Regions from separate parts of the Mus musculus genome. Here region 1 is linked to region 2. The links are chromatin contacts, called in public promoter capture Hi-C maps. All regions are on one chromosome and are shown on one strand. The core of a region is the stretch at or near the end of the contact, and the rest is flanking DNA. Distances in the headings are between cores, read along the strand shown.

Region 1 (2,700 bases), core at 195-2,694, 160 kb before region 2:
TCAGACAAGGGCAAAAAACAGTCACATTCTTCTCCAAAATATCACAATAACAGTCTCTAGGCCATACATACTAACATTCTTCTCCGGGCCAGGTCTGCACAGTCCAAATCATCCTCAGCACCAATCTCTTCCCTATTCCTAGGATGGTTCATTAAGCCCCACTTAAAACATTCCTTGGCTTTCCAAATCCAAAGTCTCACAATCTACATTCCTCCAAACAAAAGCATGGCCATGTCTATCACAGCAATCCTGGAGTCCCTGGTACCAACTTCTGTCTTAGTTAGGGTTTTACTGCTGTCAACAGATACCATGACCAAGGCAACTCTTATAAATTTAGGACATTTAATTGGAGCTGACTTACAGGTTCAGAGGTTTAGTCTGTTATCATCAGGGTGGGAGTATGGCACCATTCAGACTGGTATGGACCAGGAGGAGCTGAAGGTTCTATATCTTCATCTAAAAGCCACCAGGAGAAGACTGTCTTCCAGTTAGCTAGGAGGAGGGTTGCAAAGCCCACTCCCAAGGTGACACACTTCTCCCAACAAGGCCACACCTACTCTAACAAGGCCACACCTCCAATAGTGCTACTTCCTGGGCCAAGCATCTTCAAAGCACCACACAGGCCCAGAAAGGAGATTTTTGGGGGGGGGGGGGGGCTAGTGCTGTGAGGAGTGGGAACTGGGGAAACTGGTGGATTTGACTGGGTACTCTGTAGTGCAATTCCTTATACCTGTACCTTGTGTAGATTTCTGTAAATCCTTCTGTTGCATTCCCTGAACTCTCAGATCTCAGGTTGGTATTTCTTCTGGACGTAATCTCATGCTGAGACTGCAGCATGCAGCAGCCAGCATCCAAGAAAGCCCTAGTGGATCTTGCTAGCATCATGCTGTCGCTTCTGCACTGAACTGGGAGGTGGTGTGTTATGACTGACTGTTGCAGAAAGGGGGAAGGGAAATTCTGAGGCTGTCCCCCTCATCATGACCTCCACCTTGGTCTATGGGATCATCTGCCCTCAGGGGAGTCTGTTGTATTGTGAGGAAACCTGAATAGTCTCATGAAGGAATCTGTATTGTAGCAAGCAAGCCTCCCCCACAGTCAGAGTAACTTGTCAAGTATGTGAGGACATCCTTTAGCCCCCGCCAAGACTCTTGAGCCAGAACTGCTCAACGGAGCCACTCCCAAATGCCAGAACTGTGTGAGATGACAAATTCTTACTCTTCTTGAAAACCTGTAAGTCTTCAGCGTCATTTGCTATGTATCAATAGGTAAGAAAAGCCCTGGGCACCACAGCCAGCTTTACTGAGGTTACACAGATGCAGCCAAGTTTCTCAGGCCATCTCAGACATGGGTACAAAAAAAGAACACAGTAATGCTCAGAGCTCATTGGCTCTTGATTCTAGTGCCAAAGCAAGATCTCCCTGGAACATGCTTGTGAGATGACATCATGCCTAGCAGTCACTTTGCATTTCTTTCTTTTTTAAAGATTTATTTATGTATATTTGAGTACAGTGTAGCTGTCTTCAGACACCCCAGAAGAGGGCATCGGAACCCATTACAGATGGTTGTGAGCCACCATGTGGCTGTTGGGAATTGAACTCAGGACCTTTGGAAGAGCAGTCAGTGCTCTTAATCACTGAGCCATCTCTCCAGTCCCCACTTTAAATTTCTAATGTAAGAGTTGACAAGTTTCTTTTCTTTTCTTTTCTTTTTGGAAAGGACTAAATAGCTCACATTTTAGCTGTTGAAGGCCACATGGTTTGTCTTATGGTGAGGGAGTACCTGCAGACCGGTGCCAAGGTGTGCCCCTGAATAATTACCCCATGCAACAGATCTGGTATAAGGAGGTTTATTGGGGGAAGGGGAGAGGAAGGAGGACCTGGAGAAAGCGTAGAGGCAGATGGATAGACATGTAGACAGACAGACAAATAGGAGCAGAGCCATGAAGGCAGAGAAAAGAGGATGGGTCACAGAGAAGGACAGAGAGAGGGAGATCCCACACCTGGTGCATCTGGACCCTGCGGCATGTGATGACATAAGCCTTTGCTAGGTCCCTGGAGGCACCTAGTGGAATCTGTAAGCAACAAGTTTGTCACAGTTCTTCAGCCTTCGGGGTGCCGAGCAAAAGCAGATAGAGATAACATGTACAGGAGTGGGCATGGCTGTATTCCAGTAAAGCTTTATTTATAAAGCAGGAAGCAGGCTGCATTTGGCCCACGGAGTGAGTTATGGTTTGCCAGTTTCAGCTCTATTGACAAAAATAAAACAAACCGAGAGAGGTGATGAGGAAAACAAGGGACAAAGTATTGATAGCCACTGGAAAGTTGGGGGACTGGTCTGAGGGGGTTGGTGGCACATTTCTCTGTTATGTCCCTCACATCCTTGACTTCTGAGCACATATGCTTTTATTTCAAGTCGGTGTTTAATCAGAACGAGCCTCTCAGAAGCTGAGGAGCGCAGCAGACTTGTTGAGGTCTTAGTCTTTCCCAGGAGGCTCATGGACACATTTCCTTTCCGAGTCTTACACCCTGGTAAACAGTTTTCCAAAAATGGAGATTCCAATGCTCAGGGATGGAGCTCACCGCCCTCAGGGAAGCGATGTTGTTTTCTTATTTCTCAGCGGGGGGGGGGGGGGGGGGGAATCGGAATGTCCTGGGGTGGACGAGAACTTCACCAGAAGCTCTGGGAAGCACTGGGAACTCA
Region 2 (2,700 bases), core at 82-2,581:
GAGCCCCAGTGCCACCAAAAAAAGTAATAGTCCACAGAATGGCAAGGCTTAAGGAATGAGGACCTGGAATGACTAGCTAACAACAGCTCCGTGCATTTTAGGTGCTGAGCCCTGAGTTAGGCGCAGGGGAGCCTTTCATGCATATTCTTCACAGAGCTTTCACTTGGGTACCAGTTCCCAATTCTCTGTAGAACTGGAACCCTGAAAAACCGTTTTAAGAGCTAAGGCTTTTCTTTTGTTTTTTTAAGGGTAAGTATTGAAAGCTTCATCTTTCTACAAAGAAACATAAAATTCTAGAATGATGGGACCAGTATAACATTTGCAGTCTCTCCTCACACACCCTAGCACTAGAACTAGAACCCAGTCTTAATGGCTTCCACGTCTTCTTTCCCTGAGCCTCCAGCGCTCTAGAGATCATTCCTTCTAAGTGTGTGTATTAATAGAAGAAATATTCAAATGAGATTATATTCCGGAAAGTCTCTGAAACTAACCTAAATGGCCTAGATGGTTGCACGAGAGGTTTCTTTTAATGTACATCACTGTAGAGATCAACACCCCAACAAGTGTAGGCGAGGCAGGGAAAGGATGCAGCCTGCAGGCATTAAAACTTTGCAGAGTGTTAAGACTGCAAATGATTCACCTTTACCTTCGAGAGGACCATTATTGTCTTGGAAACCTTAAAGTCCCTGCTGTCCTTTCCTGGCAGAATCTCCTGTCCAAGACCACAGAAAACAACCACCACCCTTCTCCCCTTGAGCAACAGAGAGCAACCACTATCTGAACAGAGCAAGGAACCCTTCCCAGCACTAGACACGAACCGCGAAGCTTCCTCCTGGAGGAAGGATTCTCCAAGCTTGACGCCCCTATGGCAGGAGACAGAGCTCAGGATAAAGTGCTCAGAAAGGAAAATACCGGGGGCGTGGAATAGATAGCCCAGCTTCAAGCTATCTGCAGAACTATCATAGCCCGGAGCCGAAAATCACAGTTCCCCAGAAAACCCCTAAAGGAAAAGGGTTAGGTAGGCAGCCGGTGCCAAAGCAGCAGCTGCAACTCGTGCGAAGCGAGCGGGCGGCAGAACAGCCCAGGGTCACCCACCTGGAGCCGTCTGAGGATCGGCGACCTTGCAGTCGTGTCCCTCACAATCTGGTGACCAGGACCCGGGGTCTGCCGCCGTTACCAGGGCTCAGTGCACCAGATTCTGACCCAGAGCCTCTAGTCTTGCCTCTACTTACCCAGATCGTCGCGGTCTCTGGCCAGCTCTGCTCCCGAGGTCGAGGAGCACGGGCCCAAACAACGGAGAGCCCCGGAGACCGCGGAGCGCGCAGCCCTCTGCAGAGGGACCGCAGCCGCGCGCCCCCTCCCCAGCGCGGAGAGAGACAGCTGGTCGCGCCAATGCGCGTGGAGCAGTGGGGCGGGGCTAGGGCCGGGGGCGGGGTGAACTCAGCCAGCCACCTGCCAGCCGACTGCCCAGCGGCCTGGGAGAGACCTCCGTGCTCCCGCCCCGGACGCATCACCGCTGCATAAAGACATCAGGACCAGGGTGGAGGGACCACTAAAGCAAAGCAGGAGGACTGCAAGAGGGTAGAAACCCCTCATTTCCTGAGACGCACATCCGTAAAAACCTTGTTTGAATTTATAAGGCTCCCACCGTGAATCCCCCCTGGAACATTAAAGACAAGGTAGAAAGCATATCTACAGATAAAGATTGATGGGAAAGATGGCTCAGCGGTGAACAGCACGTATTTCTCTTCCAGGGGGTTTAAGATCGATCCCCATACACCCACATTAGGCGGCTCACAACCACCTGTAACCAGCCCTAGCTGGATCTTTTGCAAAAACAAAATTAAAAAGCAAGATTCATAACAGTACAGAGACAATAAGGGGCCGGGGGAGGATTTTATTTTATTTATTTTGTCGAGACAGGGTTTGTCTGTGTAGCCTTGCTTGTCCTGGGACTCACTCTGTAGACCAGGCTGGCCTTAAACTCACAGGGATCCACCTGTCTCTGCCTCCAGAGTACTGGGATTAAAGGCCTGTGCCACCATCCACTGGCAGACATTTTATTTGTGTAGCTCTGTACGACCGACCTGAAACTCATTGTGAACCAGCCTGGTATTGAACTCACTGAGATTCACCCACCTCCACCTCAGAAGCTGCACCTGGCTATGGAGAAAATTATATATATATGGTGAGAAACAGAAATAAACTCACTAAACAGAACCTCAACCTGGTACTGGTACAGTCCTCACTCTGGAACAGGAAGGTGTCAGCTCAGGTGGGAACCAGCACAAATATGGCTCTGTGCACACAAAGGTGTGGCCTCCCCAGCTCAGGGCCTGTGGCTTTGGGATGTTTTCAAGCTGAGACCCTGTAAGTCACACACACACTCTGACAGGCTTGTTTCACCATGTCCAAACCTCAGGCTCTGTGCACACCAGGCAAATACCCTTTGCTCCAAATGGGGCTGGAATAGTGAGCACCCTCATCTCCGTCCCCACTTGAGAGGAACAAGGTAAGCAGACCCCAAGGGATGTCCTAAAGGAAACAGTAATCCAGCCGCGGTTCTGATATGAGATGTCACATGGGCCATGTTCTGTGCTCACCTGTCAGCATGGATGTGGTACTCCAGCAGGCCTCAGCCTCCTCCAGGGCTCCTCCTAGCACAGAGCTCGAAAGCCCCAGGGACGCGGAAGAACAAGA

What was found. Promoter capture Hi-C pulls out the DNA fragments that hold promoters and counts their contacts.
Region 1: a contact with region 2 is called in a promoter capture Hi-C map of hippocampal neurons, with 2.2 times the contacts expected there. The contact joins the enhancer-like site here to the promoter of Akap5 in region 2. A contact is called at or near these places in 8 of 39 promoter capture datasets (the 3T3-L1 cell line, 3T3-L1-derived adipocytes, HPC-7-derived erythroid cells and 4 more), 1 of 15 datasets of contacts at CTCF or cohesin (the NIH/3T3 cell line), 8 of 484 Hi-C or Micro-C datasets (CD4 T cells, the Patski cell line, Th1 cells and 4 more), 3 of 115 datasets of contacts at active chromatin or transcription factors (embryonic stem cells, extraembryonic endoderm stem cells and trophoblast stem cells) and 3 of 9 other capture datasets (adipose tissue, liver and pancreatic islet).

What each region holds. Positions count from the first base shown.
Region 1 is chr12:76,478,740-76,481,439 of GRCm38.p6, reverse strand. No RefSeq gene overlaps it. Among named protein-coding and RNA genes, the nearest start is that of Gm10451, 36 kb to the right of the region's middle. Within about 2 kb of position 1,444, at least 59 of the 459 cell types and tissues checked have an H3K27ac peak or open chromatin away from gene starts, as enhancers often do. A contact at or near this core is called in adipose tissue, hippocampal neurons and trophoblast stem cells, where this site is marked.
Region 2 is chr12:76,323,522-76,326,221 of GRCm38.p6, reverse strand. Akap5 (A kinase (PRKA) anchor protein 5) reads right to left here and starts at 1,331. Exons shown (of 2, transcript NM_001101471.1): 1 at 1,233-1,331.